Regions from separate parts of the Mus musculus genome. Here regions 1, 3 and 4 are each linked to region 2. A link is a contact called in public Hi-C and HiChIP or PLAC-seq data. All regions are on one chromosome and are shown on one strand. Each heading gives the region's core, a stretch centred on a gene start, on an enhancer-like site or on the middle of the called end of the contact. The rest is flanking DNA. Distances are from core to core; before and after follow the strand shown.

Region 1 (4,177 bases), core at 1,287-3,786, 330 kb before region 2:
ATACTCAGTTTTGCCAGTTCAGGGTCTGCCTATGTTTTGGAAAAATGGTATTGAACCAATTTGAAGTCTTTATTAATAAATTTATTTTGATCTCCTCTCCATTTCTTTTTATTGATTTCATACATTTGTATAATTTTAGAAATTAAATTTGCCCATGACCTTAAAGAATGTGTAGGTCATCATATCAAAGTAATGAATGACAGCATCAGCCCTGCAGTTACAATCTGCTGTTGGCCAACTAACTAAAACCCTCTACGGTAGGCTCCCTACAAGATCTACCTACTGCCTTATATTAAAATCAAGCCATAGGAGATAACTAGAGATGCCTTATGATAATTACCACAAGCAGAGAAATATGAATGATTTCCTATGGGGATTATATTCACAAGGCTTAAATATTATTACAAATAAAAATGTACAGAAAAAAAGGATTAACTACATTCACTCAGAATATTTTTTAAGCAAAAGCTAAAATGGAAAAGTAAGGGAGAGGGTCAACTATTCTCGTCTTTGCAAAACAATGATCCTCAAGTCTATTTCTTTGTCCAACAAATTTCCTCAAATATCAAACTTTTTTTTTTTTTTTTCTGGTTGGTTCATTTGCTTGGGCACTCCTCAGCAGCTGTCAAATGACTGCTGGCTTTGCCACAGTGCTTTGCCGAATGCAGGCCCAAATATTGTCCTGGCTCACACACTTGATGTCTCATCAGTAGGAGGCTGCTTAGGACTTTAGAGTAAATGTTTATGGCAGTTTGGCAGGACATAATGTTGTCTGTTAAATCTGACCGTCAAAAGAGAAAATTGGGACTTACGTTTTGATTTACAATTGTATTGTTTTCCAATAACCCATTTTAAAAACTTTATAAATTTATAAATAATTTTATTTTATGTGTATGTGAGTGTGCATATATAAATATTTGTGTGTGTGTGTTTGTGTGTGTATGAGAGAGAGAGAGAGAGAGAGGGAGAGAGAGAGAGAGAGAGAGTTCTCTCCACTCTATGATCCACTCTATGATCTGCGGATTGAATTCAAGTCATCAGGCCTGTGTCACTAGTACCTCTACTTGCTGAGCAGTATGGTAAGGCCTTTTTTCAATTGTGTGTTTAAAATATCAATTGATGACCTTAAATACACTGGAGGCTCTGCCAGATGCTGACCAATACAGATGTGGAAGCTCACAGACAAACATCAGACTAAGCACAGGGACCCCAATGGAGGGATTAGGGAAAGGACTGAAGGAGTTGAAGAGGCCTTATCTGGCAACAATGGGAGGGGAGGCCCTGGTTCTGTGAAGGCTCGACGCCCTAATGTAGAGAAATGCTAGGGCAGTGAGGCAGGAGTGGGTAGGTGAGTTGGGGAGCACCCTCAGAGAAGCAGGGTAAAGGGGGATGGAATAGGAGGGTTGCAGATGGAAACCCGGAGAGGGGATAACATTTGAAATGTAAATAAATAAAATATCCAATTAAAAAAAAAAAAAACGCTGAAGCTTTCTTCATGTTGCTATCTTCAGAATGACTATAGATGTTTGTTCTTTACATAGCATGTCTGTAAAGTAGGGACTGTTTCTTTCAGATGCCACAAACTTTTCTTTTCACTGATCTAATAATACTGGGCAGAAATCCATGAGATTACTTTTATACTGAGTTCATAGGACTGACATTGAGGTTTTATATTAGCCTAGGTAGCTGTCATTTCTGGCTCACTGACAAGCAGGTTTCCTTAGTATTAATGTGAGTTGCACTGAATTAGAGTTATCAGTCTGATATATACTAATCTAGAAATATTTATTAAACATCTATTCAATATTTCGTAATAGCTCAGTCCTCAGCAAGCTTGAAAACCTCACATAAGACAAAGGTAAATCCATTGAGAACAGTTCGTTGAGAGTTTTGGGGGCTGGTATCCCTCAGATGTGATGGAATTCATCTTCATCTGCATGTCCAGGTCATAGCACTGACCATGAACTTCATGCAGACAGGAGCTGATTGATTCAGTGTCCTGTCCAGTGACAGGACATCACAGGACCTACATCGCAAGTGTCAGTTCTTCTTTTGTTTTGTTTTTTTAAAAAATAATCTTGATGGAAGCACTTTTTGAAAATCAAATCAGTCGGGTTGTATGTATTTTAAAAATGGTAAACCTCTCTATGAAAAATTGTGTATTTATGCAAATGTGCTATGAGAATCCTCGTAGTGGAGCAACTCTGAGTCTAGAAACAAGGATCATAGATGATATTTGGTTTCCTCTGAACGTCTGATCTCTAAGACTACATTTACAACTCCCTCTGTGACTTAAGGATGACATCCACCAGTGCCAATTTCAATATTCCCCATCTTTGTAGCAAAGCATTTGATTGTGGCATACAATATGGTAGGTTAATGATTCCTAGACCTTCCTGCATAGAAAAGAGTAATGCTTTAAGAAAAAAATAGAAACAAAGCAGAAAACTGATGTGATCGATAACACAACTACCCCCAATCACCCAGTTTCCTTCCAGTTAACCAAAGTGGAAACTATGAAATACAACCTCAGAAGCAATAGCAACAGCACTTCCTGCCTCTTAGCCTTTCCCAGCCTCAGTCTGTACGTCAGCAAAGTTCTAAGTCTTTCAAAGCTTTCATCTTTTCCTTGCTTTCTAACCTGAGTTTGATCATTTTCTCTGTTATGAAAGATTACATGCTACAGTCATTTCCTTTGGCCATCAATGGGAGGAGAAGCCCTTGGTCTTGCGAAGATTATATGCCCCAGTACAGGGGAATGCCAGGGCCAGGATGCGGGAGTGGGTACGTTGGGGACTTTGGTCAGGGGGAGGGTATAGGAGACGTTCAGAGAGGAAACTAGGAAAGGGGGATAACATTTTAAATGTAAATGAAGAAAATATCGAATAAAAAATAAGAAAGAAAGACAGAAAGAAAAGAAAGAAGGAAGGAAGGAAGGAAGGGAGGGAGGGAGGGAGGGAGGGAGGGAGGGAGGGAGGGAGGGAGGGAGGGAAGAGGAGAAAGAAAGAAAGAAAGAAAGAAAGAAAGAAAGAAAGAAAGAAAGAAAGAAAGAAAGAAAGAGAGAGAGAGAGAGAAAGAAGGAAAGAAAGGGGATGCTGTAAGCAAAGAAAAATTTCCAACATTCTCAATAGATTTAAGAGTTTGAATAAGGAAAAAAGCCAAGAGATCTATTTTATTTGCATTTCTCCTTTATTCTCACTTTCTTTCTATCTTGAGGTATCTCTCTCTCTCTCTTTTTTTTTAACCTAAGTTGATTTCTAACAGGTAAACTTCAGCAGACCTTGACTTCAAGTACGAGAGACTCCTTTCAAAGATACTGTAAGTTTCCTTCACAAATACATGTTTGTAATTGGATCTGTGTCCTTTAGTAATAGTGGATCCAGATGGCTGCTTGTAGAGGAAGCAAGAATTTCCGGCTCTGAGATGGTGCAGTAACAGCCCTCCCCCGACACTCTTAAGTGGGAGGACTGTATGCTTTGAACTTTCTGATTGATTAGGTATTAGAATACTGGTTTAAACAGGCTTCTTTGTCGGGGTATCTACAGCTGGAGCTCTTACTGGGTGCACAGACCCCCATGAGGAAGGTACCAACTGTGATTTTCTTTGGGTACCACAGTTAGCAACCAGTGATTGTTAACTGGCAATCTCTAGTGCATTCATAGCAGACTAGAAGTCATTGACATAAAGTTGAAGGCCCAAGTTTCAACCTATGAACTAATGGATGCTAGGTAAAGTTACCAAACACACAAGGAAATTCAAGATGCAAAGAAAGCTCCACAGTAAACTTTGTACTTGAACTTGCCTCCTAAAAACAACAACAAAATCAAAATATCTCTCTCTCACAACGCCTGTGATATTGGCAAATTATTTATAAAACCCATTATATAAATCATAAGATTGATGTTTAGAATTTGAGACCCCAAGCAGCTGTCCAGTGATGTATCCATTATCTACAGGTACCATCCTCATCTTCTTCCTGAATAACAGGCTACATCAAAATAGAGTAGTAGGAGAATATAAGTCCTAATAAAAACAGTAATGAAAGAACAATAGTAAAGCTTTGTACATTCTGTTTGCACTGAGTTTGGCCACTTAAGACTTTTATTCTCTCTTGCAATTTTGTTCTAAAAGCTCCACATTTTAGTATTTGTGACCTTCTCAATTGAGCAACTGCAAA
Region 2 (4,364 bases), core at 386-2,885:
TTCCTCATAATAATATAGTATTTTGTCATTATAGGTATAATATTGATGTCATAATCCTAGCTATTGGATCTGTGCTCCAGGCAGAATTTAGAAGGAAATGAAAACAGCAGTAGCATTTTAGTATTTTTCTTAACCTCTTTGGCTAGGAAACACTGCTTCCTTAAATCTACCTCCTAGATCTCACTACCCACCATTAGCTGGCCGTGAACTGAATACATTATCAACCTCAAGTAAAAGTTAGACTTTGGTTGGGACTGCAACCCAGTTATCAAAAGCACTTGCTTAGCAGTCCAGGAACTCTGGGTTCAGTCTCAAGCACTGTATAAGTAGGTGTGGTATGGTTCTACAGGTTTGTGATCCCAGGATAGGAGAGGGGAAAGCAGGAATATCCGAAGCTTGAGGGCATCAGCTACATAGAGACTCTCTCAGGGCAGCCTGGGTTATGTGAGAAAGTATTTTTTAAAAGACCCAAAAACCAGAAGTCAATGTTGTATTATACTTCCTAAGAAAGTACTGAAGTTTGATAATTTCTTACTAAAATTTACTGTTTTCTACATTTTCAATTTATTTATTTTCATTAAATTAAACTTATTTCTAATGTTATGCATATAATGTTTTTAAGTTGTGTGTGTACATCATGTGTGTGTGTGCATGTGTGCGCGCGTGCATGTATACATATATGTACTGTACACATGGTAGGTAAGCACTCACCGAATGAGAAACATCCCAGACCTTAAAGTTTACTTATATAGTTAAGACAAAAGCATACATCAAAAACTTCCTAGGTAACAATAGTCTATTCTCAAGATCTTTCAGATTTTTGTCAGTTATACTGTGACATTGTCTTTCAGTAGAATGCTTATTGAGACAAATAATTCTTATTGTTAATTTTCTTAAGTTTCTTGAAAGTTAAAGTGATTGATAATGAAAACTTAACTCGATAGTGAAATAGGTTGCTGTCAATGTTGGCTAGATTATATTGAGTTTAGTAGTAGTTTTGAATTTTACCATAATGCTCTGTTGTGCCACACATCTTAGGCTCTGTGTTTTGTAGAACTTACAACATTTAAATTGCTGAAATGTATTATATCTCCAGATCCTCATAGCATAATAAACAACAGAGAAAAGACCCACATTAGTGCTTTACAATTCCACATATTTAAAATAATTTTTTTCAATTGAGGTATTTGTGTGTATGTCTATGGGTCTGTACATGTGAGCAAATGTATCAATGGAGATCCAAAGAGATTGCCAGGTATCCTGGAGCTGAACTTAGAGGTAACTAGTATGTAGATGCTAGGAACTGAACTCAGGTCCTCTGGAAGAGCAACAAGAGTTCTTAAATGCACCGACATCTCTCCAACCCCAAACTCTATTTTTTAAACTGTGTATATATTGTATCTGTTTTTAAATGTTTTATTCCAAAAATATACGACAATCAACCTTGTATTTCCCAGAGCCACCATGAGTGCACTTTTGAAAGAAAAATGTTATAGATCCTACATCAGAAATCTGGAAGGCACTACCGCTTGAAAATGTTGATTAAATACTGAAAGCTGTGAGGATGAGGCTGTTTCCAGGCAGTCTGTCAGATCAGAGAACACAAAAGAAGGCCTTGTTGTGGTTGGCAGCAAGCTACTCCCAGCAAGCAGAGTCTAATAACTTCGTAAATGTGGCCCTGAACCACATCTGTAAGAACTAGAGACATCTGCATAACAGAAACTCTTCATCTGGTGTGAGACTATGGTAGCAGGGACACACAGCTCTCCCTCACCAGGTCTTCCTGGGGGAACTCCAGACTCTGGAGGTTGAATAAGCCAGGAAGAGAAGAAGGGAGTCTCAAGATGACTTCGGTCAACCCCAGAAACAAAAGAGAAAGAGCAGTAGAGTCATTTGCCCATTCTCAGAAATCCAAATGCCGTCCTTCCGCGCTCCCAAGAGGAGCGTCAGACTTAGATGAAATCTGGAAGTAGCCACGAGTACTAAAGTTTGGCTTAGGGAGTATAGGAAGGTCAGAAAAGATTATTTCATGGTCTCCACCTTATTAAGCTGCCAGTGCTTATATTGGGGCACTGGTTTATAAAAGACCTTGGCTGAAGACCTTTAACCTGTGGCGGAACTTCATTTTGCAAGACCTTGGGTTATTCTTACCGTATTACTGAGAGGTCCATGTCTTAGACTGTTTGTCCAGACCAGGAAGTATGATGTTAATCTCAGCCTCTTTTGACTTCACTTCATCTTTAACTCAAGTCCTCAGTTAGGATTTATGAATCTGTCCCTAACACATGCTCAGTGAAAATACTCAATGCATTCCCACACATTTTTGACATTGAAACCTGACTTCACATTTTTAGGATGTAGAAACATCGAGGAAGAGAAGGTCAGAGATGAAAATATTGTGGCATATGATTTAAAGTGTTTACATTTTAAAATCAATTTAAAAGGAAATTCAAGAAATGAAGCAACTAGGAAAATACCTTAAAACAATAACGTTTAAAGTTCTTCATCAGAAATGACAGGATATTATTACTTAGAAATACCACTTTATATTGAATTAAAGGATCAACTAATGAGAGATAATTTAATTTGCTTAAAGCTGAGTTTATTTAACAATTGAGTTCATTACTAAATTGTTTCATAAAGTGCTCTTTGCATGTTGCTTAAGGGGCGAGAGGAAAGAGATCATGAAGACCACCCTGGGTAGTGTGGCAGCCAGTACATAGATATACAGTTTTAATCCTACTTAATTGTAATTAAGCGAAATTTAAGAAGCATTTCCCAAGTAGCCTTAGCCATCTCTTTTGTGTTCAGCAGCCACATGTGGCTTTTAGGTGACGAACTGGGAAGCTGGGAGTAAGGAACAATTCATCTTTTCTGATAGCCAAAGCTGGAATAGCAAGAACATGAACGCCTTGAACAAACTTTGGGCAAACCTTGTGATACAACTTAAGCAATGACAGATCTTGCAAGTTAATTGACTTATCTGAGACACACTTGCAGTTTTATGAAAAAGGTCACATTTTCTACCACATGTCAGTAATTTCAGGAGTGAGTGTTGTGATAGTCTCAGGTCAGGAAAGCCCAATTTAGGAAGGTCATGTTATGGGAGAGGTGGAAGCCTGGGCTCTGCAGTCAGAAAGTCTGGGCTTCAATCCAAGTTCTGCTAATTACTGCCTTCATGACTTGGGCGGACTGCTAAACTTTTCTAAGCGTCAGCTCCACTTATCTTGGATAACCATAGGGGTGTTACAAAAATAAGAGAAGTACCTTTAATAGTTCATGATACCCATCAAGTAATAAATAAAAGCTAGGAAATTTCCACATGGAGTTAACCATCATATCAAAGGTAAATATGTGTACTAAATATAGCTTCTGAGAGTTCCACAAACTAAAGGTCAGAAATCACAAAATGCCACTAAATGAAGAAGCAATGGTAATAGGAATAGTTAGCATTACTGTTGGGGCGAGGGGAGGAAATGTGCCAATAATGCAATCGATTTGTTACTAAAATCAGATTTCAGTTTTACTGACCATCCATGTTTTGAATAATGCTACTTTGGTGCACTTACCTATATAAAAAAGAACGATTCGTTGGATCTCAAACTAATATTAAAGTATGCTCAGTAGAGTATCATTTCCACATGGCTGTTTCACATCTCCTCTTTTAAACATGTTTTTAACTGAAATACAGTTACATCACTTCTCCCTCCATTTTGACCCTCAAGCCCCTCTCAGCTAGCCTCCTTCCTGCTATCCCATGTTTCCCTCAACAGACCCTCAAATGGATATAGCCTCTTTTCCTTCGAACATTACTGTTACACACACACACACACACACACACACACACACACCTGTATGCACTAATGTATAAATAAAACCCGTGGAATCTTCATTAACTGGCTAAACTTTCACTTACAATGTTTTAAGAAATTTTAATGTGAGTTGTTTCCATACCACAGTCCTCATCTTAAGACAAGGGTTAGGCTTTGAAATGGTTCTGAGCAAGGCTCCATGCATGCATGTGACATAGTGTTTACAAGAGGCCTCCAATGAGTTTTGGCTCAGCCTTGCAACTTAAAAAGAACGACGTCCATGCATTGGCTTTGTGGTTTTGCCACTATGAATTTCAAAAGGATCATCTCTTTACTGATGATTTTATAAGCTGCACTTTCACATTACTAACTATACTAGTGTGTGTGCATGCGTTTGTGCGTGTGTGTGTGTGTGTGTGTGTGTGTGTGTGTGTGTGTGTGATGTACATATATATACGGCTTTGAGCAATGAGGTATGTAAAACATTTTTAAGATTTTAAAATTGCAGCTTCTGAATTGTTTTATAGTTTATGCATAATGAGTAATAAAACC
Region 3 (3,985 bases), core at 1,174-3,673, 300 kb before region 2:
TAGCATTCTCACCATTAGTTGTGGTCTTTAAGAAAATCTAGATAGCTAGCATAGCCAACACATGTCTAGTGAGTTGTCATTGTATTTTTGAAATTATGACACTGTGGAGAATTTTGTGGATCATTCTAACCAGGATTGAAAGTTTTCTGTAAATTTAGCTTATCATTATATTCTGTATGTATTTTTAAAAGGTTTAAATAGACAATAAACCATGTTCCATGGACATTAAATAATTAAGGATGAGAAGAAATTGTGTCTTTCACTTACAAATTCTTATATTCCCTTAAGTTCCACCTGGTAAGCCAAAGCTTTTTGTGCTAAGTGTTTTAATCATCAACCCCATCTGGAATGTGAAGTACCTGTGGGCGTGATGAAAATTCTGGGTGCTACAATGTCACTAATGGCTTGGAAATGCATGAGCAGCATTTTTTCAAGGTTTGCATCAAGGTTATACTCTAATTACTTTCATGATCACTTTTTAAAATACAAAGAAGGGATCTATTCCTGAAGAGGTATAATTTTAACAGACTATACTCAGATCTCAAGCCAGAAGACATCTGAGGCTTTTCTATTTCTCACATCCAGATAGATGCTGGCTAGGTTTTGGGCAGTGAGCAGGACCATAAGATAACATGAATGAATCCTTCCAAAGCTTGAAAGCATGGATGTGAATAACAAACCTCTGGAGTAGAGGCCTTTATCCCCATGTTTCTTAAAGCTGCTTGGAACTCGGAAACTTATCCCATGGCTCAATAGAGAGAAATTCTAGTTTTTCTCTCCCCCTGGATAAGCACAAAGAAAAGCCACCCAAAGTTTCTACTGTTTCTCAAGTTTAGCATTCACAGGACTATGCTTGGTATCTTCCTTCATTCTCCTCACTGATGGGATGGTTTTGGATAGATGTGAGTCACAGAGTGAGAACTCTGAGCTTTTCCAGACAACTCCCTATCTTTCCACATTGAGTAGTTTTCCCGGAGTGTCTGTTCATGTTGTAAATATACCCACTGATCTAGTCTGCTGTTGCTACCCTTCCATCCTTCCTTGTCTGAGTACTGTTACTCTAGTTGGCTACTTCTAAATGCTCATAACAGCCCATTCATGGTGCCAATATAGTTTCCTAACATTCTTGTCCCATTCCACTTATAGATATTCACAATTGTTTTAGCAACAATGTGACCTTACCCTTTTCTTCTGAATCCTTGACCTACCTCATTGATGAAATACTGAAATTCTTTCATCTCTCACACAGCCTGTCATAACCTGTGCCACCAGGCTTACCTTACGTAGTGTGCTCTTGGCTTGCATGTTCAGCAGAACAGCACTCATGGATCCAAAGGCTGCAACCAACTTCCACCCTCTCTAGACCTGATTTATTCATTGTACAGGATCAGAAAACAACTTTTTCAGAAAGTCATTCCTCTATCACACTATCTCAGACATTCTATATCTTAGCCATCACCACACTGGATGATGATCTGATTAATAATTACACTACCAAAGCTCAGCACTCTCAAATAGTAAACAAACATGTATGTATGTATGTATGTATGTATGTGTATATATGTATGACATATATATACATATTCTGAATAAACTAATGAATTCAATGGCTTATAAAATATCAATGAATTCAAGACCAGCCTGTTCTATATTGAAAGTGTGCACCTTATATTCAAAATAAAATGCTTGATTCTTGACCCTAGGTATGGGAAATCTTCAAAATGCCTCAGAAACTCGTATAGCAGGAGTCCGTGGCACATTTTCACACTTATTTGACATTTTTCTTTTATTTATAACAAGCTACTGCTAGCATAAAAATGCCAAAACTAATGCTGGGGGCTACGGTTTTATTTCTAATTCCAGTTTTCTAAGGGTTTTGTGTGATCTTCATGTTCTCATCTATTTTCAGCCTTCACCACTTAGTATTGTCTAAAATCCCAGAGTATCACAGAAATCATAAAACTGTAAGTTTCTTCTCTCATAACGAAGGCACGTGAATATTATTTATTTCTCAACACTTGCAGATGCCACATCAATAAGAGGAAGGTAAAAAAATCAGTGCTTAATCTTTAACTGGATGTGGATTCTATGTACCTCCTATCATGTGACATGTGCACGGAACTCACAGTTAATGCTTATCCCTGCCTTGCTCGTGTTCTTTTACCTTTATCAGATCATTTTGGCTATTGAAGATCTTTGAAAAATATGATCTACGTGCCCATTGGTGTATGCTTGCTTTCAAGACAGGTCTGCTCTCACCTCTGTAGGTGTTGCTTACAGTGACCTTTCAGTTGAGAACTGGAATGACTCTTTTATTCTGATGAGTACATTTATTTATAGAAAGATGCCAAGCAAGGCCACACTTGAAAGCTGAGACGGGACCTTTAAAATGCACAGGAAAGAATAGGCATGTAACTGGTGACACTTTCAGGTTGAGGTTCTCTCACATGTGGTTTGTCTAAAAGGAAATAGTGGAGACACCTAAGCTGTAACCTAAATTCTCCACTATATATCTAAGGTTTTCTCTCAGGGACCACCTTGGTGTGGAAAACTGAATCACACCCCCATTTTATCTGAAAAATAAAAAAAATGATTAGAAACCAACAGCGCACTTCTTCCAGGCAGTTAAGGGAGGTACCCATTTGAGTGTCTAATGTGTGACAGAAAACAACTGTCCTTTCTTCTCTTTCTGTAGCATAGAAGTTTTCTTTTTAAAAGCAGGAGGGTGCTTAAAATTGCTTAAATATTCTTCAATACATTCTTTCAAAACTTGGAGAATTTGAGTGTTTGCATTTATTTAAAAGGTGAATTTGGGAGCAAGGAATTTTATCCAAATCTCTCTCTCTCTCTCTCTCTCTCTCTCTCTGTGTGTGTGTGTGTGTGTGTGTATGTGTGTGTGTTTAGTACTAAATTCAATGTTAAGATTGAAGTATCCAGTGTATTGGTTCTATTTGCAACACACACACACACACACACACACACACACACACACACACACACACACACACTAAAAAAAAAAAAAAACCACATATATCTTGCAATAGAAAAGCATTGTAAACAATTCAAAATAATGAATGACTATAAAGCCTCGGTTAGAATAAAATTAAATCACTGACATTTGGAAGAGACAGCTAGCTAAATTTTAGCCTTAGGTATCATTCAAAATTAAATTCTCTGGCATAGGTCTCTTTGCAAATAAAGATATACCCTCTGAATATAATGACTTCATTCCATTTAATTGATACTTACACAAAGAATTAGTTTCATTATTGCCACATAAAAGAGCGGTGGCATCATTTGGGAATCAACAATATGGACTTCAAACTCCTTTTTCTGATATGAAACCCTGGTCCCATCACTTGTTAATTGGGGGCCTGAATAGGTAGTACAGACTCTCTCTACTTCTCTACTTCAGTTTTCTTATTGGCAAAGTGAATATGTCATTGATCTAGAATTTTAAACAGTTTAAGTACAAAGCATGCATATTAATAATACAGTTTGGTTATTATTTTATAATAAAGTTTGGTTCTTAAATATTTACTGTATAAAAAAAATCAATGAGTTCATGTAATGCCTATACTGGTGTTCATGAGATGTACCACCTCTTGTGCAAGAGTGGCAATGAGCTGGATGCACGATGATTTCCAATTTCTCATTGCCTGACATGGGATTATACATTCACTGGATTTGATTTCCCTCAATTGGTTGCTCTAGCTTGTCCAAACTGTGCAGGGTTGTTCATTATAACCCACTGATAATGCCTTTGAAAAAGCTTCCTTACTCATGCCTGTACAATGTACTTCCTGGGATTATTCGTATCTCAGAGCTTAGTACTCCTCTAATGAAGACACAGCTATGGATATGATAGAGAAGGTACATAAGCAAGATAGGCAACCTACAGGTTTTATGTGTTGAGAGTCTAACTTATTCATGCTGAGGAAAACCCTTTATCACTTGGTTACACTTTATCTGTATGACTGCTCTC
Region 4 (3,988 bases), core at 1,165-3,664, 260 kb before region 2:
ATATATATATATATATATATATATATATTTAATTTTTTTTATTTTTTACATTCCAGATTTTTTCCCCATACCTCCTCTTCACTCCCATGTCTCCACAAGGATATTCCTATCCCTCTGCCCCCTACCCTACTAAACTTCTAAACTCCCTGGGGCCTTCAATCTCTTGAGGGTTAGGTGCATCTTCTCTGACTGAACCTAGACCCTGCAATTCTCTGATGTGTGTTTGTAGGGAGCCTCATATCAGCTGGTGTATGCTGCCTGATTGGTAGTCCAGTGTTTGAGAGATCTCAGGGGTCCAGGTTAATTGAGACTGCTGGTCTTCCTAGAGGGTCACCCTCCTCCTGAGATTCTTTCACCCTTCCTTAATTTGACAACATGGGTCAGCTGATTCTGATCATTGGTTGGGTACAAATACCTGCACCTGACTCTTTCAGAAGCTTGTTGAGTCTTTTGGAGGGCAGTCATGATAGGTCCCTTTTTGTGAGAGTTCCACAGTCTCAGTAATAGTGTCAGACCTTGGGACTTCCCCTTGAGCTGGATCCCACTTTGGGCCTGTCACTGGACATTCTTTTCCTCAGGCTCCTCTCCTTTTCCACCTCTACAGTTCTTTCAGAAAATTGGAAATAGATCTACTTGTAGACCCAGAAATACCACTCTTGGAAATACACCCAAAAGATGTCCCACCATGCCACAGGGACACATAGTCCACTATGTTCACAGTGGTCTTGTTTGTGATAGGCAGAAGCTGGAAACAACCTAGATGTCCCATGACAGAAGAATGGATACAGAAAATTTGGTTCATTTACACAATGGGAATACTACTCAGCTATTAAGAATGAGGGCATCCTGAATTTTGCAGGCAAATGGATGGAACTAGAAAATATCATCCTGAGTGAGGTAACTGAGACCCAAAAGGACATGTATTATATGTACTCACTAATAAGTGGATATTAGCCAAAAAAAAAAAGTACAGCATACCCAGGGCAGCCTTTTAAAACATAGTTTAATTCTCTGATTTCATTTATGATTTGTATCCAAATGATGTCATTTGACTTTTATGACTGTAACTATAAATTATTCTTATGATCTTGTAAGGTAAATTATAGATAGATAGATAGATAGATAGATAGATAGATAGATAGAATGATATAACCATAAATATATGTGTATACATGTGTGCATTTGAATATACATATAAAATAGAAATTCAAGATTGAATATTTTCATGTTTATCTATAAATTAGTAAGTCTATGATGTTTATGAATTATTATTTATAAATACTCAGTTTAAGAAAATAGCACTTAGGTCTAATATGTCCTATGCTTTTTTCCTTTTCTAAATAATAACTAGATGCATCAATAATCAACCAAGATTAATGGCCCACAATCTATACCTATGCAATTCTAACATCAAGTGCCTCTGCTCTACCCTCAACTACATCTTCATTATTAATTGAACAACGGGAAAAATACTTAAATAAATTAGCACTTATGAAGGACCTACTAAGTGCTAGTCAAAATCCAGTTATAATGAAGCCCTTTGGTTTTTTGCACATGACAAAATATTTGTTCTTTAGTAAAGCAGTCATCACATCAAAAAGTGATCCTAGCATTTTACAATACTATAAATTGGTGATGATCTCCCATAAATGTGATAAATTTATCTTGAAGCTTTTAGTTGGTCTCCAGTAAAATAATATTTGCTTATCATTAGTGGTCCCAAGAGGATTGTTCAAGATGCAATTTCTCCACTGTGTCTATTCTGTTCCAAATTTGTTGTTACATCTGATAGCCTCCAAAATAGAACCATCTTACTGGCAGAAGATACTCACCACGTCTTGCCAGTAATTATGAGACACTCTGCACATATGATTTCTCCAAAGCAATATTCCTTTGGGTGGTGTCATTCAAAGATCTTCAAAATGTGTAGTTTCATATTTTCTAGATTACTCCAAAACTATCAAGCAGAATTTTAGTACATGGAATTGATGTACTGTATACTCCTTATCTACGGGCAATATGTTGCAAGATTCCAGTATTATCCAAAACTGTAAATATTACCAGATACTACTACTCATAATGTCTTTTTCTGTAACCTAATATCTATAATAAGGATTAGTATTTAGATGTAGTAAGTGAGTAATAGTAATTAATAAAAGTGACATTGAATAGTTACAACAGTAATCTCTGTTAACAGATATGTGATATTCTCTCTCTCTCTCTCTCTCTCTCTCTCTCTCTCTCTCTCTCTCTCTCTTTCTCTCTCTCTTCAGTAGTGCTACAACATACAGGTGGGCTATACCAAGTACATCATAGTCATTTGAACCTGAGCCTTGTGAAACCACAGTGGTCAACCTGCCACCCAAGACAGCTACTTAGTGACTAACAGGGAAGATGTTTGTAAAGTGTGAATTTGAACAAAGACCTGGTGCAGGCCCTTGGCTAGTGGAGCAAAATGGTATAAGATTTCATCATGCTAGTTAGAACCACACAGAATTCAAAACTCACAAAATATATCTAGAACTTGACATTTATCACTTTTAAACCATGGTTGACCTCAGAAAACCAAAATTGTGGAGGAAACCATGAATAAGTGATGAATAAACAGACTTATGATGACAGACTCAGAATAGGAAGATGAAAAAAAAATAGAAGAGAATACAGAAGAAAAAGGAGATTCCTGCCCAGGAGTCTGGTTGAAGTCTGTCACAAGCTAGGAATAAAACTTCCAGCACAATTAACAAACACTGCTGTGATTTTGTCTATGGGAAATATAGTATCTCATTTATAGAAAGATAGTTCTAGTGGGAATATTAAAATATTAATTAACCATGCTTTTGGCCAGAGAGTATATTATCAAGTATAGACTTTCCTCTTTCACAAACCATAAGCCTACAATTTTGTTACAACCTCACAAGCAACATAAACTCCATTTACATTAGAAGGCATGTGTTAGCCCCCCCTCCATGTTTGTGAACCCTCCTTTAACAAATGCTCCCCAGAAATCACCCAATAACTTATTTACAAAACAAAGAACAGCAACAAAAATTAGTTCTTTCAGAAATCCTTTAAACAATGTGACTTCAGAAGCCACCCAAAACACCAACATTATGTATATGGCTCTTAAAACATTTATGTATGACTCTTAGGTGTGTATTTTCTTAAGTATGTATTAATCCATATGCTTAAATCTATATTAAACTTTCTTCCTAATAAATTTCAACTCTGCTTCCTATTGACTTATCCTGAAATTCTTTTTTTTTTAACCTCAGTCAAGAATCTCACTCCCCCTGAGTAGAAGTCTCTAAAATGAAGTTTACAGGTAGCATGAGGATATAACAATGTCTTCTGCTCCCCCAGCTGCTGATGTTATACTGTGAATACATACCATGTGATCTTGATCTCTCAAGGTCACAGAATGTACTTACACAGTAAGCAGGATGGAATTTCTAATGGTTTTGTTTGTTTGTTTTAATTTCCACTTTGACACCTTGCATATGAGAAAGATCTCACACAAACATAGTTAGAAGTGTTCTATAGTTTGTTGAACTATTTCAAGCATTGACACAGTTCTAGAGAAACTCACCAGGGTTATTGCTTTTTGCCTTTTCACATTGATACTTCCTAGTAGTAATTCTCACAACTGCTTCTTACCATTATAGGTAGAACAATAATATGAACTAATCAGTAGCCCCCCCCCCTCCAGAGCTCGTGTCTCTAGCTGCATATGTATCAGAAGATGGCCTAGTCGTCCATCATTGGAAAGAGAGGCCCATTGGTCTTGCAAACTTTATATACCTTAGTACAGGGGAACGCCAGGGCCAAGAAATGGGAGTGGGTGGGTAGAGGGGGGGGAGATATAGGGGACTTTTGGGAAAGCATTGGAAATGTAAATGAAGAAAATACCTAATTTAAAAAAAAAGTTTTCTGTTTCAAAAAATTTTTAAATGGTTAAAGAATATTCAATATCCCTAATCATCATGGAAAA

What was found. HiChIP or PLAC-seq counts read pairs in DNA pulled down with a chosen protein or histone mark. Hi-C and Micro-C count contacts between places; a contact is called where the count stands out from the background.
Region 1: a Hi-C map of CD4 T cells shows a contact between it and region 2, with 2.6 times the contacts expected there. The contact joins two enhancer-like sites. A contact is called at or near these places in 2 of 484 Hi-C or Micro-C datasets (both in CD4 T cells) and 1 of 115 datasets of contacts at active chromatin or transcription factors (thymic regulatory T cells).
Region 3: a contact with region 2 is called in an H3K27ac HiChIP or PLAC-seq map of regulatory T cell precursor, with 4 times the contacts expected there. The contact joins two enhancer-like sites. A contact is called at or near these places in 2 of 484 Hi-C or Micro-C datasets (both in CD4 T cells) and 3 of 115 datasets of contacts at active chromatin or transcription factors (CD8 T cells, regulatory T cells and regulatory T cell precursor).
Region 4: a CTCF HiChIP or PLAC-seq map of CD8 T cells shows a contact between it and region 2, with 5 read pairs. The contact joins two enhancer-like sites. A contact is called at or near these places in 1 of 15 datasets of contacts at CTCF or cohesin (CD8 T cells) and 1 of 484 Hi-C or Micro-C datasets (embryonic fibroblasts).

What each region holds. Positions count from the first base shown.
Region 1 is chr16:51,672,740-51,676,916 of GRCm38.p6, forward strand. No RefSeq gene overlaps it. Among named protein-coding and RNA genes, the nearest start is that of Gm29686, 310 kb to the right of the region's middle. Within about 2 kb of position 2,537, at least 36 of the 459 cell types and tissues checked have an H3K27ac peak or open chromatin away from gene starts, as enhancers often do. A contact at or near this core is called in thymic regulatory T cells, where this site is marked.
Region 2 is chr16:52,005,551-52,009,914 of GRCm38.p6, forward strand. No RefSeq gene overlaps it. Among named protein-coding and RNA genes, the nearest start is that of Gm29686, 20 kb to the left of the region's middle. Within about 2 kb of position 1,636, at least 31 of the 459 cell types and tissues checked have an H3K27ac peak or open chromatin away from gene starts, as enhancers often do. A contact at or near this core is called in CD8 T cells, regulatory T cells, regulatory T cell precursor and 1 more, where this site is marked.
Region 3 is chr16:51,702,843-51,706,827 of GRCm38.p6, forward strand. No RefSeq gene overlaps it. Among named protein-coding and RNA genes, the nearest start is that of Gm29686, 280 kb to the right of the region's middle. Within about 2 kb of position 2,424, at least 27 of the 459 cell types and tissues checked have an H3K27ac peak or open chromatin away from gene starts, as enhancers often do. A contact at or near this core is called in CD8 T cells, regulatory T cells and regulatory T cell precursor, where this site is marked.
Region 4 is chr16:51,744,872-51,748,859 of GRCm38.p6, forward strand. No RefSeq gene overlaps it. Among named protein-coding and RNA genes, the nearest start is that of Gm29686, 240 kb to the right of the region's middle. Within about 2 kb of position 2,415, at least 4 of the 459 cell types and tissues checked have an H3K27ac peak or open chromatin away from gene starts, as enhancers often do. A contact at or near this core is called in CD8 T cells, where this site is marked.